Regions from separate parts of the Mus musculus genome. Here regions 1 and 3 are each linked to region 2. A link is a contact called in public promoter capture Hi-C data. All regions are on one chromosome and are shown on one strand. The core of a region is the stretch at or near the end of the contact, and the rest is flanking DNA. Distances in the headings are between cores, read along the strand shown.

Region 1 (2,700 bases), core at 73-2,572, 1.3 Mb after region 2:
ACCAGTGTCCCCCAATCTAGAACTAGAGAAAAAGAAGGAAATATAGGGCTGGAGAGATGGCTCAGCGGTTAAGACTGTTCTTCCAAAGGTCCTGAGTTCAAATCCCAGCAACCACATGGTGGCTCACAACCTTCTGTACAGCTACAGTATACTCATATACATAAAATAAATAAATAAATAAATCTTTTTAAAAAATATACAAAGAGACTACTTTGTAACAGAAAAAAAGAAGGAAATATGTATTTGCTGGAAGGAAAAATTTTTACATCAGCCTCAAGAAAGAAGACTATTTCTAGGTGGGTGTGGTGATATGAACCTGTAATCCAGGCACTGGGAGCGGAAGGCAGCCCACCAGTTCAAGGTCAGCCTCAGCTGTACAGCAAGTTCAAGTCCAGCATGGGCTATGGCAAATTCAAGGCCAGCATGGGCCATATGAAACCCAGTATCAATCCTCGTTTCACATCCCCGAGAAAGCAAACATTTTCAGCTAGTATGTGGGTCGAGGGATTTATGCTTCTCCATTCCCATTCCCCTCTCTTGTAGAATACACACAGTTCTTTCTAGAGGAAGAAGGAAAAAATTTCCCTGGCATGAAAGCAAAGAAAGAAACAGCCTTAAATAATCTCACACCTAGGAAAGAGATGGGTGCCCTCGTATTCTGACCTTAGTGTCTTACTGGCAACTGCTTTCACCTGTAGGCAAATGGTCAGGGAATGACCCCACACCTCAGCATTTCCAAAGCCAGAAGGAGAGTGTCAGAGACCAGTAAGGACTGACGGGGGCGGGGAGGGGGTAGTTACCCCCAAAACCAGCACATGCGGATATCACCACTTCAGTCTCTGAACCTCTGGCGGCACTTCCATTTGCTCCAATAGGATGAACCCTCCCCCGCCCCCATGCTGGTCTCCAAGAGAAATTCTGCCCCAAGGGCTGGCGCCTGACCTCCAGAGATTGTAGCGCTGAAATGCATGCATGCCCTGGGAATAACCTAACCCTCAGGTGCCTCACACCTGGCACCTTCCCAGCCACTCGCTTCTGACACCGTGGAGTAGGGGTTAGCTCTTAGCTCTGCCACCGCACTCTGACCGCCCTTCCTGCTAAACTCAGCACCTGTGCCCAGGAGGAGGGCATTTGATGCCTCTACTCCGGCCCTCGAGCATACTCCTGAGGACCCACTCGCATCGCAGGTGTCCTCGCTCCAGACAGATTCACTCACCCCGGTCCAGATCAGTGCTCCCGGATTCACACACCCCGCAGGGGATCGCGCTCCGACCAGCCGAGCTACACGCGCTGCTGCAGCCCAGCCCCTCCGAGCTCTGAGCTCCCTCCTTTCCCCCGCCCACCAACCTGTTACTCCCCAGGAGCTCCGCCCCATTGGCCGTCACCTCCCGCCCCGCCTCACCCCTTCTTCTATTGGTCAGTTTCCCGCAAGGGGCGGAGCAGACACCGCGGGAACCCAGAACCGGGGTCCCCAGCCCGGTGGACGGGAGGGGCGGTGGGGTCACGTGGACTGGTGGGGCGAGGGCGGGGCACCGGGGGACCTAAGAGGCCATTTTGGGGGCGTCGGGGCTCTGCGGACCCGCGTAGCTTAGCGCCAGAGCATCCCCTGGGTTCTGTGGGAAGTGCCTTCCTCGTGCTCTTCTCAAAGCAAATCTCGGTTCACAGCCCTTTCTGCCCTTCATCTGCCTCCGCATAAGCCAGAATACAGTTCTGTCGCTTTCCGCAGAAAATTTCTTCGTAGTCTCCCGATGTCAGCGCGTTCTGCATCTCTGCTCGCCTGCCTTATCGGCAATCCGAACCAAAATCTCAGTCGTGGATTCTCATCCTCGGGCTCCTGGCCTCCATAATCATTTTGCACCCTTTTTCTTTGGAAGATGTAATCACCCAATTTACATCACCCTAAAAATCATTTTCATTTTATCTCCCTATGAAAATCTCGGCCAGAGCCGAGATCTTCATTTTCTTTTGTTTTGTACGCTTCATCTCAAACGCCTATAACAGAGGTCAGCACATAGTTGGCTCTTAATAAAATGTGTAGAATGAATGACTTGGGAACCGAGTGCTGTAAATTTACACGCATCAGAATAAGCTTTATAAGCAGAAAGGAGCTCAACTACAGATTGTAAATCCATCTTTTCTGAAAGCCTGTCAAGTAGGGCTTTTGGTCCCACTACACCGAAAAGACTCTGGGGTGCTTTGCGTGCAGACTGAGGCAGGTAACATTAAAGCTGGCTCCTAGTGTCAATCGCTGAGGTATGTTAAAAGAAGATTGGCTTAGCTTACCTTGCTGGCCTCTGAATAGTTCTCTCCTTTATTTGTTCAGTAAATATTTATTGTAATATATTTAGATTTGAAGAGGAATCTTCCCTACAGCCAGCATTTCTGTGGCGTTAGCTGGAGATCATTCCCTTCCCCTCCCCCAGCCTTCAGATGCTGGGCGTGGACCCTGGAGGGGAAAGTCCACCTACCTGTTCTGTAGCTGGGTTGCTAGGTCTCCGCATTCCATGAGAAGCCTTCTATGAGGGATACAGCCCTTAAGGAGGAACAAGGAGGGAGGGAGAGAGAGGGAGAGAGAGGGGGAGAGAGAGCGAGAGAGAGAGAGAGAGAGAGAGAGAGAGAGAGAGAGAGAGAGAGAGAGAGAGAGAGGAAATATGTGCGGTTTGGGCGACCTATTGCAGAGGTGGTGTCCCTTCTGGGTCA
Region 2 (2,700 bases), core at 55-2,554:
AGTAAGCTGAAATTCCAAGGGCCATGATTTTAGAAAATCGTGTAAGAAAGTAATTTTTTTAAAAACATGGTGCTAATGTTTTCAAATAAGGAAAATGGGAAAATGGTCACATCATCGGCAGAAATGGAAAGAGGGTGGATCTAATTATTTTTTGAATTATTGTTGGAAACACAAGAGTGTTTGTTTTGGTTTGGATTCTAATTTTCTTATGAGACAAAATCCTACTCTGTAACCCAAGCCGTTCTGGAATTCACTAGGTAGGCCACAGGCTGGCCTTGAACTTGCAGTAGTCTTCCCTCTTCAGCCTTGCACATGCTGAGATTATAGGCAAGGGCCACCATGTCTGACTTCAAGGGTTCCTAAACAAGAGACAGGAACTGTGACTGGTGAAATTGGGGGAGCAGAAACCAGGAAGCATTCACACAATGCCCTATTCACATCTACTCTGCAAGTTGTTCTTTTTTTTGGGGCGGGGGGTGTCTCCTTAAGGGCATCACTCTATGTGATAGACATTCTACGTGCCTTTACTAAGTGGTGAAGGCAGCATGGCTTGTTTATAGATGGGAAAATGGAAGCTCAGAGGGGCCAGTACTTGCCAAAAGTGCTGCAGTGATGTTGTGGACCAAGGATTAGAAGCTGGAAGTTTGTCATACAATTCCCAACTTTATTGAAACACAGACAGGAAAATGCCGCACTTGCACAGGGAGATGTTTAGCTGCAAGAGTTTTCTTAACTGTCATTTTAAAACTTGAAAGCAGGGTGAAAATTATCTCTAGACAATAATCACCAATATTCTGTTGGCAATAATCACTGCCCTTAGGTAGGCCAGATGGTGCACACCTATAATCCAGCACTTGGGATGCGGGGGTAGGAGGGTCCTAAGTTTGAGGCTAGCCTGTGCTACATAGAGAATCAAAGTCAGCTTTAGCTACTCAGGAATACCACGTGTCAGAAAAATTTAAAAAATCACAACTGTTTATTAAATTTCTTCAGTGTAGCAGGACAGCCCCAGCTCCTAGGGACCTACTTGATGAGCACGACTCACATTCTTTCTGCTTATCTGACCTGAACTGCAAATGGACACGTGCATAGAAAAAGAGCTAGGGGCATGACTTCCCCTAAAGCCAAAAATCTTTGAGATTCCAGGGAGAGAGGAACAGAGACCTGTTGAGTCACAGGGACTACAACCAGTGAGCTGAGTCTAGAGCACCGACATGGGGACAGGCCGAGGCCTGCGGAGGGGCGGGGGCCGGGGCGGGCACAGCCTGAGTCAGGCTGAGGGGCGGGACCCGGACCCCGACCGCCACTCCTGTCCCAGCCACCGTCAGCCACAGTCGCAGCCGGACCTCGCTCCTCAACTTGGTAAGCATAAGTTTTTGAACTTTTTAGATTTTTTTCTTTTTAATGAAAACAACAAAGAGCTACGCATGCTCTTGGCTGGGTGTATCTTGGACTAACGTGTGGACGTGGCAGAAAATGGATCGGGAAGATGAAACTGTGGGAGGCAATTAGAGAAGAGTGGAGGGCACGAGGAAGCCCTAAAATTACACCCTAATAACAGCCTGTGGGGAGAAACGGCGGTCTTTTGTTCTCCCGGGCAAAATAAGTTCTAGGCTGGGTGCGGCTGCCTAACTGGCCTGAGCCCGGGCTGGGTGCGGCCGCTAGACTCCCTGGGGCCGTGAGCCCCTGAACCCAACCAGTGGCGGCCGCCAGAGAGCTGCAGACTCAGTGAGAACTTGGGGCAGCGTCGCTAGGCGTTCATGAAGACTAGAAAGAAAGCGGTTCAGAACGTAGCCTTCCTGAATTCTGGGGGACTCAGCTGCGGGGAAACCGCAGGCAAACAGCCAAGACATACAGATGAGAAACCGGAGCCTGTTGCAGCCATTGGAACCACAGACAGGAATGTGGGAGGAGGCCAGTCCCTCCCAGCTCGCTCTTTTCCTCTCCCCCTTACTCCACTCCCAGCCATCTTTTTAGCCACTCCCTACATCACCTGCCTGTCTCCTACCTGCTACTTCAGTTCCCCTCGTTTCTTTAAAAAATGTTTCCAGTAATTCACATCCCCTCCAAAATCTACCCCTTCCTTTGACTCTTCAAAGAGGATCAGCAAATGTTGGAGAGAGGCCCAAGTGCGTTTTTGCCCTAGTCCCAAACTAATTATAGATTTTTATGTTTTTAAATGGTTGGAAGACATTCAAAAGGAAAAGAATCCCTTGTAATGCATGAGAATGGCATGAAAATCAAATGTATAGAGTTTACAGGCACCGCCACACCCTTTTGCTTTATGTATCCTCACCCTTGCTGCCTGACTATGGCAAGAGTGATAAGATCTTATGGAGCATAAAGAGCTAAAAAATATCCACAGCTGTCCCTTTATTGCAAATAACAGCAACAGAAAGCTTGCGGACCCCTGCTTTGGTGTGTCAGTCTTTCATCACTTCCTACTTATTGTTTCCTTCTTCCCCTTTTCATCACACAGGGTACCTAGGGCCCAGCACCAACAGGTTATGAGGTGAAAGGAGATAGATGAGACCCTGAACACTTGAAGGAAGAGCTTTGGTGCTGGTTGAGAAAGAGATAGTTGGTGTGGTTCCCTCTTTTTCACATATTTCTGTCAAGGGGAAGCTTCCCTGGAACGTTGGGTGTTTAGGTTGCGTTTTAAAAGGATCTCACTGCGTCCTTTCACAGTGGGGTTTTCCT
Region 3 (2,838 bases), core at 292-2,791, 1.4 Mb after region 2:
CACCAGTCAGAACTGGAAATATGACTTGGGTGTCACATCTCTGCTGTGACAAGACTGTTGACCCGGGGACCACGAACACTTGAGAGAGGTACAAAAGCTTGCCCGTGCATTTTTCATCACGATTTCAACAAATCTTAACAAAGAGGGTTAAGCACCTGAAGGGAAAAGTTATCACAGTACTAAATTCTTTTTTCCTCTACTTGACCAAAATTCCAGTGTTCACCACCAAGCAGGGAACTCCAGGAGTGTGCCCCCTAGGAAGGAGATGAAGTACACCCAGGAAACGGAAACATGAATAGGCAAAGGTGGGCAAGGAGAAAATACAGAGGAGGACTAGAGGCTCAACAGACAGGCTTTATTCTAGAGCATACCTGCAGAGGGGGTGGGGCCAAGTGTCTAAAGTGGAAGGACCATACCATTTCCTTTTGTGTCAGCAGTTGCTATGGGTAGCGAGACAGACAGGGTCAGGCAACCAATAAACATCTCCTGTGGTTTACCCAGGTAGGAGGGGTAGGGTGAGGAGAAATCTGGAAAATGAGTTGGCATTAGCTTTGGCTTAACTAGAACGGAGGCACTTTATAAAATGGCGATACCACGGCTAACAACAGAGAAAAAAACATTTTCTCTTAATGTGGTACAGCTGCTAAGGATTTGCAGATTCTTTGTGGAATGAGGGGAAGCCTGCAATCCTAGAGGCTGTTGGCCACAGGGATGGGTAAGCAAAGAGGGAAGGACGAATGGTTCAACTTGTGTTATTTTATTTTATTAAAGTTACAGGACTTTATAACGAATTTCCATCAGTAGACATCATTTTCTAGCAAAAATTTAAAAATATCACCTACTGATTATTTCGGACAGCTCTGACAACCAAAGGCAACAATCAAACATGGTAGCTATCTGTGGCCATTCCATTTTGTAAAGCTCCCCAATTTTGTTTAAACAGAGTTCCTGAAACCTAAGAAATTTGGTTCTCACAACCAAAGTAACTTGCTTTTATAGATTCGTGCTTTCCACGTCCTTATCGACGCCCCAGTAATAGAGTTGTTTGGCTTTTTTTTAATCAAACCTTCTTACATTTTTAACTCATCTTATTCCCCAGCTACAACTAGCCAATCACTTTCCTACCCTGTAACTCCTGTCTGTGGTTCTTGGATCCTAGACGGCATCTACGTAAATCTTCCCAAGTAAAGCCCGCGGTCGATCCCTTATCCTCTTCTCGCTGATTTTACAACGCACAGGATCAGAAAGCAAAAGACCAGATGCTCCAGAAGCAGCCAAGCGCCCGGGCTTTCATCCTGCGGTCCCTTTAAGAACAGAACCCTTTCCGGGCCCGCAGACCTAACCGACCCCAGTTTTAACCGAAACCAACCTGGACTTCCCCCTCTTGACTCAAATAAGACTAACTTTGGATTTTCCCTCCCCTCTCGACCAATCATATTCTGTTACCAGGCAGACTTTCACTGCCTTCGTCTTGGAGGCAGCAACGGCCAATCACAGAGCAGGCCGTGCGTGTATCCAGGCAGATCGCGGCTGGCATAACCATTCAGAAAAAGGAAAAATAAAAGCAACGCACGAGCCCGCCGGCTGGGCACCGTGGGGCTGGGCAGGAGCTGAGGTAGCCACAGGGTAGTTTCTCTTTCTCTCTCACCTATCTAATGTCCGTGCTGGAAGGCGACGGTTCCGAGGTAGGAGGGGCAACAGCACTCCGGAGCTAGCAGGACCAGCTCCTTGCCCCTGCGCACGTGCCCGAATCTGGGACCCTGTTCCCCGCAGGGTTTCCTGCGCCCAGCCCCCTGAGTTCGGAGACCTAGCCCAGCACCTGGGGTTGGGGTGGAGGGGCCCGAGGGGAGTGGGGACGCTTCGGAGTGGGATGTCGTGGGATGACGTAGGGTCCGCGCCGCGGCGAGGGGGGCAGCGGGGGAAGCCGTGGCGAGACTCAGTAATGAGAACTTGGGCCCAGTTTTTTTCAAACCTGGAAAGGCCGAGTATGTTTGTATCCCTTCCGACCTTCCAGGCAAAATCAATGGCGAGGAGTCTATTAGAGGATCGGAGAACTTTGACTTGTCGTTATAGGTGTTGAGGGGGGGCGGCTGGAGGGGCTTGGGGGGGGGGGGGCTGGAGGTGTTGCAGCACTGGGAGAAATTGTAAGATTTCTTTTAACGTGGACTTCTCCACCCCTATCCCTTCCCATAACAGTTTTCCAGATTTGGGAGACTTCAAAAGGTGGGACATATAGAATGGAGATGTCAGAGATCTCTTTGGGTATACAAGGGCCTGATAAAGTAACAGAATAATTCTAATTTTAGAGAAGGCAAGTGGTGTGGAAAACCACTGGAGGAAGCTTTGCTTCTGTTTGTATTTCTGGGTAGAGACAGGAGGACTGCCTTGGGGTCTCTAGGAGAAAGGAAGCTTGGTAGTAGTTAAATCCTCAGCGATCTCCTCTCTCAGCTGTAGCCCTCATGCTGGGATGGCAGAAGATAAACCTGATGCTAAGAGCCCCAAGACTGGGGCAAGGCCCCAAGGTGGTGCTGACGCTGGAGAACCTACCACCCTCCTCCAAAGGCTCCGAGGTACCATTTCGTAAGTAATTGTCTCTGTCTCCAAACCCTGTTCCAGACCCAGCTGTAGATCCTTGTTGCCCTGCACTCCTTCCTCAGGCAAGTGTTTCAGAGCAGGCAGGCTGAGGTCTGTGGTCCGTAGCTGTTTGGTCCTTTTTCTGTCTCTAGCAGTCAGACAAAGGGATGGGGAAACCTTGTGACCTCCAGCTTTCTCTTCTTCTCCACAGCAAGGCCGTGCAGAACAAAGTAGAGGGAATTCTGGTAAGCATGCTGGGAAGGG

What was found. Promoter capture Hi-C pulls out the DNA fragments that hold promoters and counts their contacts.
Region 1: a promoter capture Hi-C map of embryonic stem cells shows a contact between it and region 2, with 2.6 times the contacts expected there. The contact joins the promoter of Cgn here to the promoter of S100a11 in region 2. A contact is called at or near these places in 5 of 39 promoter capture datasets (the 3T3-L1 cell line, embryonic stem cells, hippocampal neurons and 2 more) and 1 of 115 datasets of contacts at active chromatin or transcription factors (extraembryonic endoderm stem cells).
Region 3: a contact with region 2 is called in a promoter capture Hi-C map of neutrophils, with 3 times the contacts expected there. The contact joins the promoter of Rfx5 here to the promoter of S100a11 in region 2. A contact is called at or near these places in 2 of 39 promoter capture datasets (3T3-L1-derived adipocytes and neutrophils).

The regions. Positions count from the first base shown.
Region 1 is chr3:94,785,160-94,787,859 of GRCm38.p6, forward strand. Cgn (cingulin) reads right to left here and starts at 1,323. Exons shown (of 21, transcript NM_001037711.3): 1 at 1,217-1,323.
Region 2 is chr3:93,519,192-93,521,891 of GRCm38.p6, forward strand. S100a11 (S100 calcium binding protein A11) reads left to right here and starts at 1,305. Exons shown (of 3, transcript NM_016740.3): 1 at 1,305-1,362.
Region 3 is chr3:94,952,567-94,955,404 of GRCm38.p6, forward strand. It overlaps Rfx5 (regulatory factor X, 5 (influences HLA class II expression)), which reads left to right and starts at 1,542. Exons shown (of 10, transcript NM_017395.3): 1 at 1,542-1,685; 2 at 2,449-2,580; 3 at 2,786-2,819. The coding sequence starts at 2,468.